Linked DNA regions of Mus musculus: regions 2 and 3 are each linked to region 1. The links are chromatin contacts, called in public promoter capture Hi-C maps. All regions are on one chromosome and are shown on one strand. Each heading gives the region's core, a stretch centred on a gene start, on an enhancer-like site or on the middle of the called end of the contact. The rest is flanking DNA. Distances are from core to core; before and after follow the strand shown.

Region 1 (3,856 bases), core at 1,100-3,599:
CACACACACACACACACACACACCTTTCCTGCATAAGGTGCTAAGCTGCTTAGGGAAGCTGGAAAGGAGGGGTTCCCACCCAGGACAGCTCCTGCACTGGTATTTCACAAGGGTTGTAGGCTATGGCGGGAAAGGAGATGCACCACTCTGGACAGCTCCTGTGAGGCTGCAGGCTGAGGAGGAGTTGCCGTTTTTATCTATCTATCTATCTATCTATCTATCTATCTATCTATCTATCTATCTATCTATCTATTTTCACAGGAGCTGCCATTTACAACCACCGGCTGGGGTCACAAAAGCTGGGTTTGCCACTTTGACAGCTCTTGTGGCACTCCACAAGACTACAGGCATGGTGTCTCCTTTCTCGTTCTCGTGACAAGGCTTGAACTTGCTGTGTAGTCAAGGCTGACTTTGAACTTAAAACAATCCTCCTGCCTCAGCAACAAAGTGCTGGGATTACAAGACTGTATCACTTAACACACTTCCATTTGCAAAGCACTTCCAGTTTTCAGAGCACATTAATGTTTATTCTTTTTGCCTCTTAATCCCAGTACTTGGAAGGCTGAGGCAAGGTTGCTGTGAATTTGAGGCCAGCTTGGGCTACACAGCGAATTCCAGGCCATCCTGGGCTACATGGTGACATTTTGACTCAAAATATCATTTTTAATTTATTTTCTCGCCATAACCTCAGTACTGAGAACACGGGGTGGAAAGGGGTGGGGGAGGGGCAGGGATCTGTTTACTACCGGGTCAACCAAGTGCAAAACCACTTACATTGGTTTTTTTTGGAAAACTCTCTAATTCTTTGAGATAAACGCTGTTTCATTTTGAAGTAGCCCTGCCTAGCCCAGACCATTCTCCTGCTTCAGCTTACAGACAGCTGCTGTTCACAGCCGTGTGCCACCATGCATAATTCAGCAATATATTTATAGATGATATAGGCTGAAGAACACACAGCTTTGAGTAGCAGAGCTGTTTGGAACCCAGGATTTATGCTTTAAAGCTACCGCTGTTGCTAGAGCTCCCGTTCCTTGACACCAAGAGAACAGATTTGTCGATTACGTTCCCCAAACTCGACTGATCCAAAGGAACACTTTCTGACTTCCAGCCCACACATATTCCATCAGACCACTTTGCAATCTTTAAAAAGATTAGTTTACCCAAGTGTATGGTTGTGTGTGTATGTGTGTGTGGGTGGGGAGAGTATGTGCATGAAGGCCAGAGACATTGGATCCCCTGGAGATGGAGTCCTAGATGGTTGGGAGCCACCTTTTGTGGGTGCTGAAAACTCTGCAATTGCACGAGTGCTCTCAACCCCTGAGCCATCTAGCCTCCAATTTGCATTTTATATAAAGCAGGTAACAATTAGTCCCATGTGTTCCTGTATCAAGCATTCTCTTTTCCTTAGACTCCACAAGATAGTGTTAGTTGGGCATGGTTGCGCTCACCTGTAATCCCAGTGTTTAAGAGGCTGGGAAAGGAGTGACTTCGAGGCAGCCTGGCTTACATAGAAAGTCTGCTGCTTCAGAGGAAAACAGCAACAGCGAAGACACAGAGTAACTCAGCAGACTCCTCCCAGTTCTTAACGTTACGTTTATTCTACAGAATTCTAGAGGACTGCTAGTAATCAGCAGATCTACCAAGACTCCAAGCCAGACCTTTTATTTTTTAGATGTATTAATTTTATTATTTTATGTGTAGAGGTCAGAAGATGGCATCAGATCGCTAGAGCAGGAGTTACAGATGGTTTGTGAGTGCTGGGAATAGAGCTGGGTCTTTTAGAAGAACAGCCAGGGCCCTTAATCTCTGAGTTATCTTTCCTGCCAGAGGGGGTCGCAGGGGTCGCAAAGCTGGGTCTTAAAGGTTTGCACCACCAGGCCACCTTCGAAGTAAATGAGCGGAACCCGGCCAGCAACAAATCCCATAACTTAGTATTTCTTGCTTCTCTTCGTGCCTTTCCCCCCTCATCCATCTCCTTTTTGCTTCTTAGGTATAGTCTTAAAGCCCAATTCCTTTGCATCCGGACATCTAATTGCTTTAAGGACTTAATGGCCAGCCCCGCCTCCCTCCCGCTTCTCAGTGCTGCTGTTAATATTGGACCATTGTTTTATGTCCGCCGACAATTAACTCCTTGACACTCTTTTCTCGCCTTCTCCTGGTTCCTGGGATTAGAAATTTGGCCTCGTAACCTGGCAACTACTGAGCTACCCGCTGAGGGTGGAAAGAGGGGCGTTAGGGTTTTTGCTTTGCGGTTGAGGTACTCTAAACTCTCAACGGAAGCTGGCTGCAAAGCTAAGCGTCCCGCCCCTGTTGCCATAACAACAATAAATAACTCCGGCTACCCCGTTGCGTCTTCCAAAAAAACAGTCTTGGCGTCTCAGCACAAAGATCCTCTCCTTAACTACTTCTAGAGGAGCAGAGTCAGGGTCTGCGCCCACTTCTGAAGGCGAACTGGGTTGGAGGGTTGAAGACTTCGTGTCAGGGAAATGGTGGTGTTAAGCAAAGAGGCCGCATTAGAAGAGGGGTTGGGGTGGAAGGGAACCCAACCCGGAGGTGAGGTGTGGGTAAAGAAGGGGAGGAGGAGTAGGTAGGGGAGATTTTAGGAGGACATGTAGAACTGTATCAAAGGGAATTGAGGAAGGAGGACGCTGGGCTGCTGGGACACTGTTGGAGGCAAGTGACAGCAGGAACAGTCCGGGAGTGTGGGAAAGTGTCCTGAAGGGAGCAGGGGTGGAGTGGGAGGAGGCTCCGAGCAGAGACTGGGAGTCCAAAGACGGTCTCCAGCATGAGGAAAGATGCACAAGTGGGAGTTCAGAGGAGACAGACTGTATAGGGCACCTGTAGCTGGAGGTGAGGGACTGGAGGGTTGGGGGGGTGGGAGCTAAGACCTTCTTTCTCAGGACCAGGACTGAGTCTCATCTGACTCCAGAGCGCAGGGCAGAGAAAGATGTCGGATGAAGATGATGTGGATGACGTTGATGCAGAACAGGATGAAGTGGAAAGTGACAAGGAGATAGAGGAATGGGAAGACTACAGGAAAGAGACAGAAGAAGCCTCTGAGGAAGTGAGAGCCTGCTTCAGGAGGGCTCCCGGGGCTCGGGACTAGAGGGGAGCTGGAGAGGGATGCCTGTATTCCCCACCTCTTACAGTGGCTGCCCACCCCCATCACGGAGGCCATGATGAAGGAAGGGCTCTCATTACTCTGCAAGATTGGCAGTGGACTGGCTCACGCTTATATTAAGCTGGAGGCTAAGGACAGGTGAGGACTGCGAGACGGGAGCATCTCGTGCCTTCCCTCTCTCATTCCTGAGTGTTTGGGCTAGAGCTCATGGGAAGACATGGTGGGCTTCGCTTTTCAGAACGTCCGTCCGGGACTCTTAGGTGACTGGGAGGGTAGCTTAGCAGTGGAGAACTTGCCTAGTATGCACAAGGCTCCAGGTTCATTCCCAGCACCAAAAACAACACACTGAAGCTTCTGTGGAGGAGTCTCTGTTTGGCTCCGAGATGTAGCTTAGTAGTATGAAAGGTCGTCTGCCATGTGCAAGGCACTAGTTTTGATCTCTGCACTGAAAAACAAGAAGAAAACCCCACTTGCCTCCTCTTCCCCTCCGTCTCTGTCATCCCAGTACAAGGCTTCTCTGCATTGCTCTCTGTCCTAGCACCTGTGCCGTTTCTCTCTGGGTTCTTATCCTTTCCGGTGGATCTCTCCCCCCCCCCTCCCACCTCCTAGGGACCTCACAGACATCTCCTTACTGCGCTCCTATATCCATCTTCGCTATGTGGATATTTCTGAGAACCATATTACAGACATATCGCCGCTCAACAGTCTCACTCACCTCCTATGGCTCAAGGCCGA
Region 2 (3,987 bases), core at 72-2,571, 260 kb before region 1:
TTTTTTTTTCTCCCGAGACAGGGTTTCTCTGTGTAGCCTTGGCTGTCCTGGAACTCACTTTGTAGACTAGACTGGCCTTGAACTCAGAAATCCGCCTGCCTCTGCCTCCCGAGTGCTGGAATTAAAGGCGTGAACCACTACATCTTATCCTTTAAATGCTGCTTTCTTGAGCTCAGTGTCTTTTTTACTGTCTGAAGTTTTTTCCTGAATAATCTCACTGTCAGATTGAATGCCTATTTCTAAGGCAAAGACTAATGTATTGTTATTACTCCAGAATCTCCTACACTGCTGATTAGATAGTTTATTTTCCAAGCAGAATTCACCTTGGATTTTCCTTCTCTCTCAATCGCAAAGTCATTCAATCAATCTTGCCATGTTCAATATCTTTTTTTGTTTGTTTGTTTTTGAGACAGGGCTTCTCTGTGTAGCTCTGGCTGTCCTGGAACAAACTGTAGACCTGGCTGGCCACGAACTTAGAAATCCGCCCGCCTCTGCCTCCCAAGTGCTGGGATTAAAGGTGTGCCATGTTTAATATCTAAAACTTTCTGTCATTCTCTAAGACCAGGTCTGCACTTCTGATTTGGACTGCTACCATTATTTGATCAGTTACTTTCTTTTATTAAAATCAATGCTCTATTTTAAGATGCCCAGGTTAAGAGTTGCCTAAAAGTCTAATATATCCCCAGCCGATTTCTCACTTCCCAGTCTCTATACACACATACACACACACACGACGGGGGAGGGGGAAGACCAGGGAGGCGAGGAGACAGACAGACAGACATATTCCTCATTTTTTGAGAACTGGATTTTGCTCATAAAGTAAAGCATTTCAGCGATCAACTCAGTGGTCGCTCTATTCCACCCAGCAAGCTTAATGAGGAGCAACTTTTGAGATATAAATGACTAAAGGAATTAGGTCGAATATCTGCAGCTGCTCCAAATGGCAGTGCGTAAGTAACGACGCTGCACAACTTAGGGGGGAAAAAAAATCTACCCTCAAGAACTGAGTCAGCAACTACTTTCCTGCTACCCCTAACCCTTTAAAGCCCAGCCCTGATCCCACGGAGCAGCCCTTCCCTCGTCCAGATCTTGAGCGAGGCCTCTAAGCCCACTGCCCCGCCCCCTCCCTCTTCCCCCTCGAATAAATCTTCCCACGGAACCCTTTTCCTGTGATCTTCAGGCTACCAGAACCTCGGGGCCATGAAGTCTGTCAACCTGGACCCTCTACACCACTCTATGGCCCATGACCCCCTTCTCCAGTTGGCTCTTACTGTCCAGATAATGTTCCAAATACATCCCAGCAGCCATCTTGAAGCAAAACAAAGCAACTTCCGATCTTCCCCGGAAGTGACTGATACACGACAGGCGCTGTAACCATTCTTGGATTACACCTTTTCCGTACCTGAACTTCCGCCCTTACTAAACTATCTGCCTCGGATACATCCGCCGGAAACTGAACTTTTTTTTTTTTTTTTTTGCGCCTATTCACGGTCATCTACAGCGAGGCTGATTTAGCCTGGCTTCCGCCCTTAATAAGGCGGCAATATGTGTCTGCGACAGGCATGACGTCACGCGAAGTCGCCATTTTGCATTCTCTAGCAAACTTTTTTCCCTCCAAAACTAGGAATGTTTGGTAAATGGGGGAATCTATTATGTGTAGTTATATTTTGCAAATAATCGCTTTCAACAAGTAGGGAATCGAGCTGTTTTGCTTTTCTAATTATGAATCTGGCCACCAACGTCCCAGCTTAAGTAGAATAGTCTCGGAGGCAGATGCTTTCTTCAGAAGTTGTCAGGCTTTGCAAATTTAACCCTTTGCATCTCTCATCACTTACAAGTTTCTTTGTGTAGCCCTCGCTGTTCTCGAACTCCAAGAGACCTTCCTCTGCCTCACTAATGCTGGGATTAAAGGCGTGCGATATGGAGATCCATGTTTGTGTTTTGTAATGGACTTATGTACTGAAAAGACTGGGTCATCAAAGTATATGCTAGATAGCAGCCTTCACCCTAGTCAAAACCTGTCAGGTTGCTGCTCTTAGGGAAAGAGAACTCAAACCTCTTAGTATTGGTGGTAGATTCTAGCAGATAGGTGTCGCCTCAAGTTGATATACCCTTCACAGTAGTTAGACCCCATACTTGTAAGATAAAATTTGAGCTCTTTTATACCCAATAAGCCCAAGTTTCCTGCTGAGCAGTTGCTAAAGCAGGACAGCAGGATGTGGACTCCATTCTAATCTAAGAGCATGCTGTCGGATAACTGACTCGGCCGGCTTTTTCCTATACAATGAGAATAACAGACATTATCATTGCGCAAAAGTGGAAATGGATGTTCACCCACAAAGGAGGAGCTGATTGCAATCCTTGTGATGAGAACAGGTTTGTCAAACTCTCCATAGTTGGTGAGTGGAAAGTGCACCAGGCAGCTAACCAACAATACTGAGGTACTACTGTCCTGGATGCCCAGTCCCAAATTAAATGAGACTTCTTTATCCACATCACCAAGTAGTGACAGCTGGCTAGGTCTCAGATAGGAGAACATTTGCCAATCTTTTCAGTACTGTATGAAGGATTTAATCTTCATGAAGCAGTCTTGGGAAATTAGCCGAATCCTTTCATGGTAGACTGTGAGAAGTTTCTTAAGTTTCTTGTTCTGCTCTGTCCAGCACAATGGTCTTCCATTTTAGGTGAACATGATAACCATTATTATCATGGGAAGCTCACTGCATTTGGCATTTTCTTCCATCTTAAACCCAGTAGCTGGTTATAGTTTCCATCACTGGAAACCTTTGCACTGCAGTCTAATGAGACACTATGTATACGTACACAGTGCCCAGTAGAATTTGGATAATATGGGGTTGGGGGTTCCTTTCAAGAGGCCATACATGTCTGTGCCCCTACCATACCTGGCAAGAGACAAAAGATCTCTGTGTAGTCCTGGCAGTCTTAGAACTTGAAACTAGACCAGGCTGGCCTCTTAGAGATCCAACCACCTCTCCCTCCTGAGCAAAGTCGTGCACCACGGCTTGGCTTTTTTTATTTTTTGCGGTGTGGGGGTGGCAAAGGGGAAAGAATATAGCCGTTTTGTTAAATGTAACCTTGTCTCACATATGTAGGCAGTCCCACGATAGGACATGTATACAACTGTTCCTAAACTGGCAATGGCTTCGGAATAACACATCCGGTGGCTTATGAGCCTAGCATCTGTTCTTCACCCTCTCCAGTCTAAATTCTTCCTGCTGGCCTGGAGAGCTCCCCAGATAGCCTTCCCCACGCTAGCTTACACAGTAGCTCACTGCCTCTCATCCTTAAACATGAATTTATTTCTATACAATGGTCTAAAAACACCCCTTAGTTTGTACATAAGATTTTCATTTTTAAATTGCTTTATAACAACTGTATAATTCCTGATTATTTTATCTGAAATCTCCCATGATTAAAAAAATTAAAAGTCAAAAGAAAATTAAAATGCCATGGCCAGAGGACAAGGTGGAGAAAAAAAAATAAGACAAAAATAAAACATCAATATGAAAATTCTCAGAGATAATGCATTTATAAACACAGAAATGGTTACAACAAAGATGGCCGTGATGAGCAGGTATATATATATATATTTATATATATATATTTATATATAAATCCATGTCCGGCATCTGACCGTGGCACCTAGGGAGGCTAAGTCCAGTCCTGTGTGTGCCCTGAATTCTCCCTTCTCTGCAAAAGACCGAATGGTATTGCAGAGAACACAGCTACCACAGCTCCCAGAGCTCCTTGGACTGGGATAGCGAGACTGAGTATATAGGCCCTTGGTTGGCAGAGAAGGAAGGAGGCTGTTAAGGAAAAATAACTCATACTCTTAAGCCACCCTTGGTCACCGGGGAATCTCTGGCACCTTGGCAACCATGAATCAGCTATTGCCCCCTTACAAATAAAAAGGTATAGTCATCACCCAATATAAAGTGAGACCACGGAAGGGGAAGAAAATGGCTC
Region 3 (3,867 bases), core at 373-2,872, 450 kb before region 1:
GACGGACACACACACACACACACACACACACACACACACACACACGATTAAAAATAATAATTTTTTTTAAAAAAATGGAATGAGCCACCGGCAGGTGCCCTGGTACCAGAAGGACTGACTGCCGTGAGAGACACTATCTACAGACACACAGACTTCCTGGCCTTGGTTCTGTCTTCTCTGTAAGTTGTGACAGTGCTGTGGGAAAGCTGAGGCTGAGACTTTCTCTCAGTTGAGCTAAAACTATAAATAAATTCATTTGTCTACTTCTATACACATTGTCCCTTCTCTCTGTGCAGGCAAACACTGGAACCCGGAGCCAAGCCTTACGGCCCAGGGACTCTAGTAACAAGCCAGCTATGGACACTCTCCATGTGCTATTCCCCTTCCTACAGAATGAGGGTAGGGGAACAAGAGGAGGAGGAGGAAGAAGAAAAAAAAGAAGGGACAGTGAACTAGGAAGAAGGATAGTGTAAATGCTAACTTCAAATACGCACACCTACAACTGAAACAAACAAACAAACAATCCCTCAGTGTGGCCCTGAGCTTGTAATTCAAGGGGTTAAGTGGTGTGACAAGGGCGGGGCTTGGAGTAGAGACAGCAGGAGATCACTGCTGTGCTTGTTGGCTACCAAACAATTCCAGGTTCAGAAAGAGACCCTGTCTCTGAAGAATAAGGTGGGGTAATAGAGCAAGACACCCAGTGCCCTCACCGAGCCTCCACACACAGGCAGGGCTGGGCATACTCACCCACACAAGTGTATACACCGCATATACACAAATACAAGTTAAAAGTGAGACTTCACATAGCTGTCCAGCCTCCTAAAATTCCAATCCTAGAACTAGGCCACACCCCATCTCGTCTGTTCGATCACAGATCTGAACAGGGAGTTGTCACCAGGGCAGACCCAAAGGATTTAACATGGACTGAAAGGAAGAAGGGTCCAGAGTACCGGGGAATCTATCTTCTGGCTCCACCCCCTCTCCAGCCCTCTCATAGTTGGGGCTGATGGGAAAGCTGATGTGGTGATACCAGGTTTTGAAATCACCTGGGGATTTCTTGGGTGCGGGGTGGACCTTAGGGAGAACAGAAAGCAGAGCTGGCTGCAGCCATTACTGGCCTCGGGCGGGCGGCCACAGAGGCAGTTGAAGTGAAAGTGAAAGAGAAACGATAAGAGAACGGAGACCACAGGTGCTAAGTGAGGGTGCTCACAGAACCCCCTCTTCAGCCAGAGATCACTAGCAGGGGAACTGTGGAGAAGGCAGCCAGCAAGGAAGAGCCTGAGAGTAGCCTCCATGGGCTTGGAGCCCAGCTGGTATCTGCTGCTCTGTTTGGCTGTCTCTGGGGCAGCAGGGACTGGTGAGTGCGGAGACCAGGCTGGGGCCTGGGGGACTGGGGGGGAGGAAGCGCCAAGCTAAAGGAGCCCCAGGAAGCCACCTTCTCAGAACAGCACCAGCTTGTCTGCTAAGCCCAGCAAATGAGTGCGGCACTCACAACATGCGGAACCAGTTTGGAGAGGGGTACGGCAGAGAACTCACAGAAAAGGGGGGCTTCCTCGATGGGAAGGCAGGGTGTTAGCATTCTGTGGGACAGCTCACTGCCCTGAGTTGAATCCTTAGAAGAGGAAGGGGCTCCCCAGGCTAAGAAATCATTGGGTTGGTGACTCCTGGTGGGCGTGGCTATGGCAGAAAGCAGAGGCCTCTGGGAAAGTTGGGTGATGAGAAAAAGGTTGTCAATGTCCCTAGGAACAGCAGTGTCTTGGCTCCTCTCCCCTGTGGCAGTATTTCTTATTCCTTTTTTTTTTTTTTTTTTTTAACCTGAGAATTCCTTTCCAGAAATTCCCTTGCATCCCACAGCTGAGACTCAGAAATACAAAGCATAAACCCCTCTGGCTTTGATCAGGACAGATCTAGGACTTGAAATAACTCACAGAGCCGCTGCCTGAGTAGCAGGTGCCTCAGCAGAAGCTGGGTTTATAGATGACACCAGGACAGCGGGGCTCAGAAGGCACCTTTACCTGCTGCTCAGCCCGGGGCTTGGTGAAGGGGTGGGAAGAGTGTGGAGGACGAGGGTGCTTGTTCCACTTTCCCTGCAGACCCTCCCACAGCGCCCACCACAGCAGAAAGACAGCGGCAGCCCACGGACATCATCTTAGACTGCTTCTTGGTGACAGAAGACAGGCACCGCGGGGCTTTTGCCAGCAGTGGGGACAGGGAGAGGGCCTTGCTTGTGCTGAAGCAGGTACCAGTGCTGGATGATGGCTCCCTGGAAGGCATCACAGATTTCCAGGGGAGCACTGAGACCAAACAGGATTCACCTGTTATCTTTGAGGCCTCAGGTAAAATCTCCCCATCCTAGGCTTCCTCCACAGGAACAGCCCCGTTCCCAGTTCTATCTACCCACGCCTGCCCCCCCCCCCCCCCGGTCTGGCGTTGTCCATCCAACATTACTTCTGTATGCTGCCCTTCTCCCCAGTGGACTTGGTACAGATTCCCCAGGCAGAGGCGTTGCTCCATGCTGACTGCAGCGGGAAGGCAGTGACCTGCGAGATCTCCAAGTATTTCCTCCAGGCCAGACAAGAGGCCACTTTTGAGAAAGCACATTGGTTCATCAGCAACATGCAGGTTTCTAGAGGTGGCCCCAGTGTCTCCATGGTGATGAAGACTCTAAGAGATGCTGAAGTTGGAGCTGTCCGGCACCCTACACTGAACCTACCTCTGAGTGCCCAGGGCACAGTGAAGACTCAAGGTGAGAAAACAAAATGCAGTGGCACAGGAACATTTTGTATTATTGTGTGTGTGTGTGTGTGTGCGCGTCCATGCGCACATACGTGTGCACATGCCACAGCACATAGGTAGAGATCAGAGGACAGCTTATAGAACCTACCATGTGGTTTCCAGGGATTGAACTAGTTCACTATGCTTGGCAGCAAGCACTTTATGCACTATGCCATCTCAATAGCCCCAAGATAGTTTTTTGGTTTTTTGGTTTTGGTTTTTTTTTTTTTTTGGGGGGGGGGTTGTTGTTTTTTTAATTTGTTTTTTGTTTGTTTGGTTGGTTTGTTGGTTGGTATTTTGTTTTCTTTTGTGGTTAGAGATGGGATAGAAGGAAGAAAACAAATATCCCACAGGTCCTCCTGAGGTACCCATAGAGCTTCATCTTTTCTTTCTAAAATATCCTGAGTCAAGAAGAGGGGATGCTAGGAGATCCTTATTCGAGCAAGCATCAAAACATAATAATCATCAGGTATTTTCTCCAAAGTGGGGAAGCAACACATGAGGACACTGTAGCTACACATGTCACTACACTCTTATTTAGCCAAACTCATGTTTCCTCCCAGGGAGAGGGAGTCTGGTCTGGTGCTTCATGGCAATTACAGCAGAGCACAGGGAGAAAGAAGTGCTCAGTAGCTCTTACTAGTGAGCCCATTCCTCATTCTCTCCCACTTAGTACCTCCTACCAGGTTCAAAACCAAGAGGAAACATATTGACAGGCACCTGGAGAGTCCAGTTCATTATTTTGCCTCCAAAAAGGAGAAAATCAAGTCCACAGAAGATGACGATGAGGGGGCCCCTCTCCTATCCCTGCAAACCCCTAAAACATTAGCCTTTAGTATTATGTTGTCCCATACTGAGGATAGAACCTAGAGCCTTGTGCTAAACACGAGCTCTACTACTAAACTACAGCTTCAATTCCTTTTTCAGTTTTATTGTGAAACAGGGGTCTCACCCAGATGCCCTGGCAGGCCTGGAAACTTGTGATTCTGTCATGCCTCCTTAGTAGCTGATGGTACAGGCATATACTACCACACCCTCCGGCTCTACAGTCCTTTCTGAATGTGCCTTGCCACATCAGAAAAGATGTTCAGC

Evidence for each region. Promoter capture Hi-C pulls out the DNA fragments that hold promoters and counts their contacts.
Region 2: a contact with region 1 is called in a promoter capture Hi-C map of liver. The contact joins the promoter of Ing4 here to the promoter of Lrrc23 in region 1. A contact is called at or near these places in 11 of 39 promoter capture datasets (the C10 cell line, the HPC-7 cell line, cranial neural crest and 8 more), 1 of 484 Hi-C or Micro-C datasets (CD8 T cells), 3 of 115 datasets of contacts at active chromatin or transcription factors (bone marrow-derived macrophages, embryonic stem cells and pancreatic cancer cells) and 3 of 9 other capture datasets (adipose tissue, liver and pancreatic islet).
Region 3: a contact with region 1 is called in a promoter capture Hi-C map of pre-B cells. The contact joins the promoter of E130112N10Rik here to the promoter of Lrrc23 in region 1. A contact is called at or near these places in 3 of 39 promoter capture datasets (the C10 cell line, liver and pre-B cells).

The regions. Positions count from the first base shown.
Region 1 is chr6:124,778,220-124,782,075 of GRCm38.p6, reverse strand. Lrrc23 (leucine rich repeat containing 23) reads left to right here and starts at 2,349. Exons shown (of 8, transcript NM_001302555.1): 1 at 2,349-2,426; 2 at 2,930-3,064; 3 at 3,150-3,259; 4 at 3,731-3,856. The coding sequence starts at 2,948.
Region 2 is chr6:125,037,182-125,041,168 of GRCm38.p6, reverse strand. It overlaps Ing4 (inhibitor of growth family, member 4), which reads right to left and starts at 1,321. Exons shown (of 8, transcript NM_133345.2): 1 at 1,272-1,321. The coding sequence starts at 1,308. All of the region lies in intron 1 of 4930557K07Rik (RIKEN cDNA 4930557K07 gene), which reads left to right. Zfp384 (zinc finger protein 384) reads right to left here. Exons shown (of 12, transcript NM_001372420.1): 12 at 3,300-3,987.
Region 3 is chr6:125,229,024-125,232,890 of GRCm38.p6, reverse strand. It overlaps E130112N10Rik (RIKEN cDNA E130112N10 gene), which reads right to left and starts at 1,622. Exons shown (of 2, transcript NR_015604.3): 1 at 1,537-1,622. Tapbpl (TAP binding protein-like) reads left to right here and starts at 1,031. Exons shown (of 7, transcript NM_145391.2): 1 at 1,031-1,357; 2 at 2,094-2,336; 3 at 2,474-2,746. The coding sequence starts at 1,294. Cd27 (CD27 antigen) reads left to right here. Exons shown (of 6, transcript NM_001033126.2): 6 at 1-269.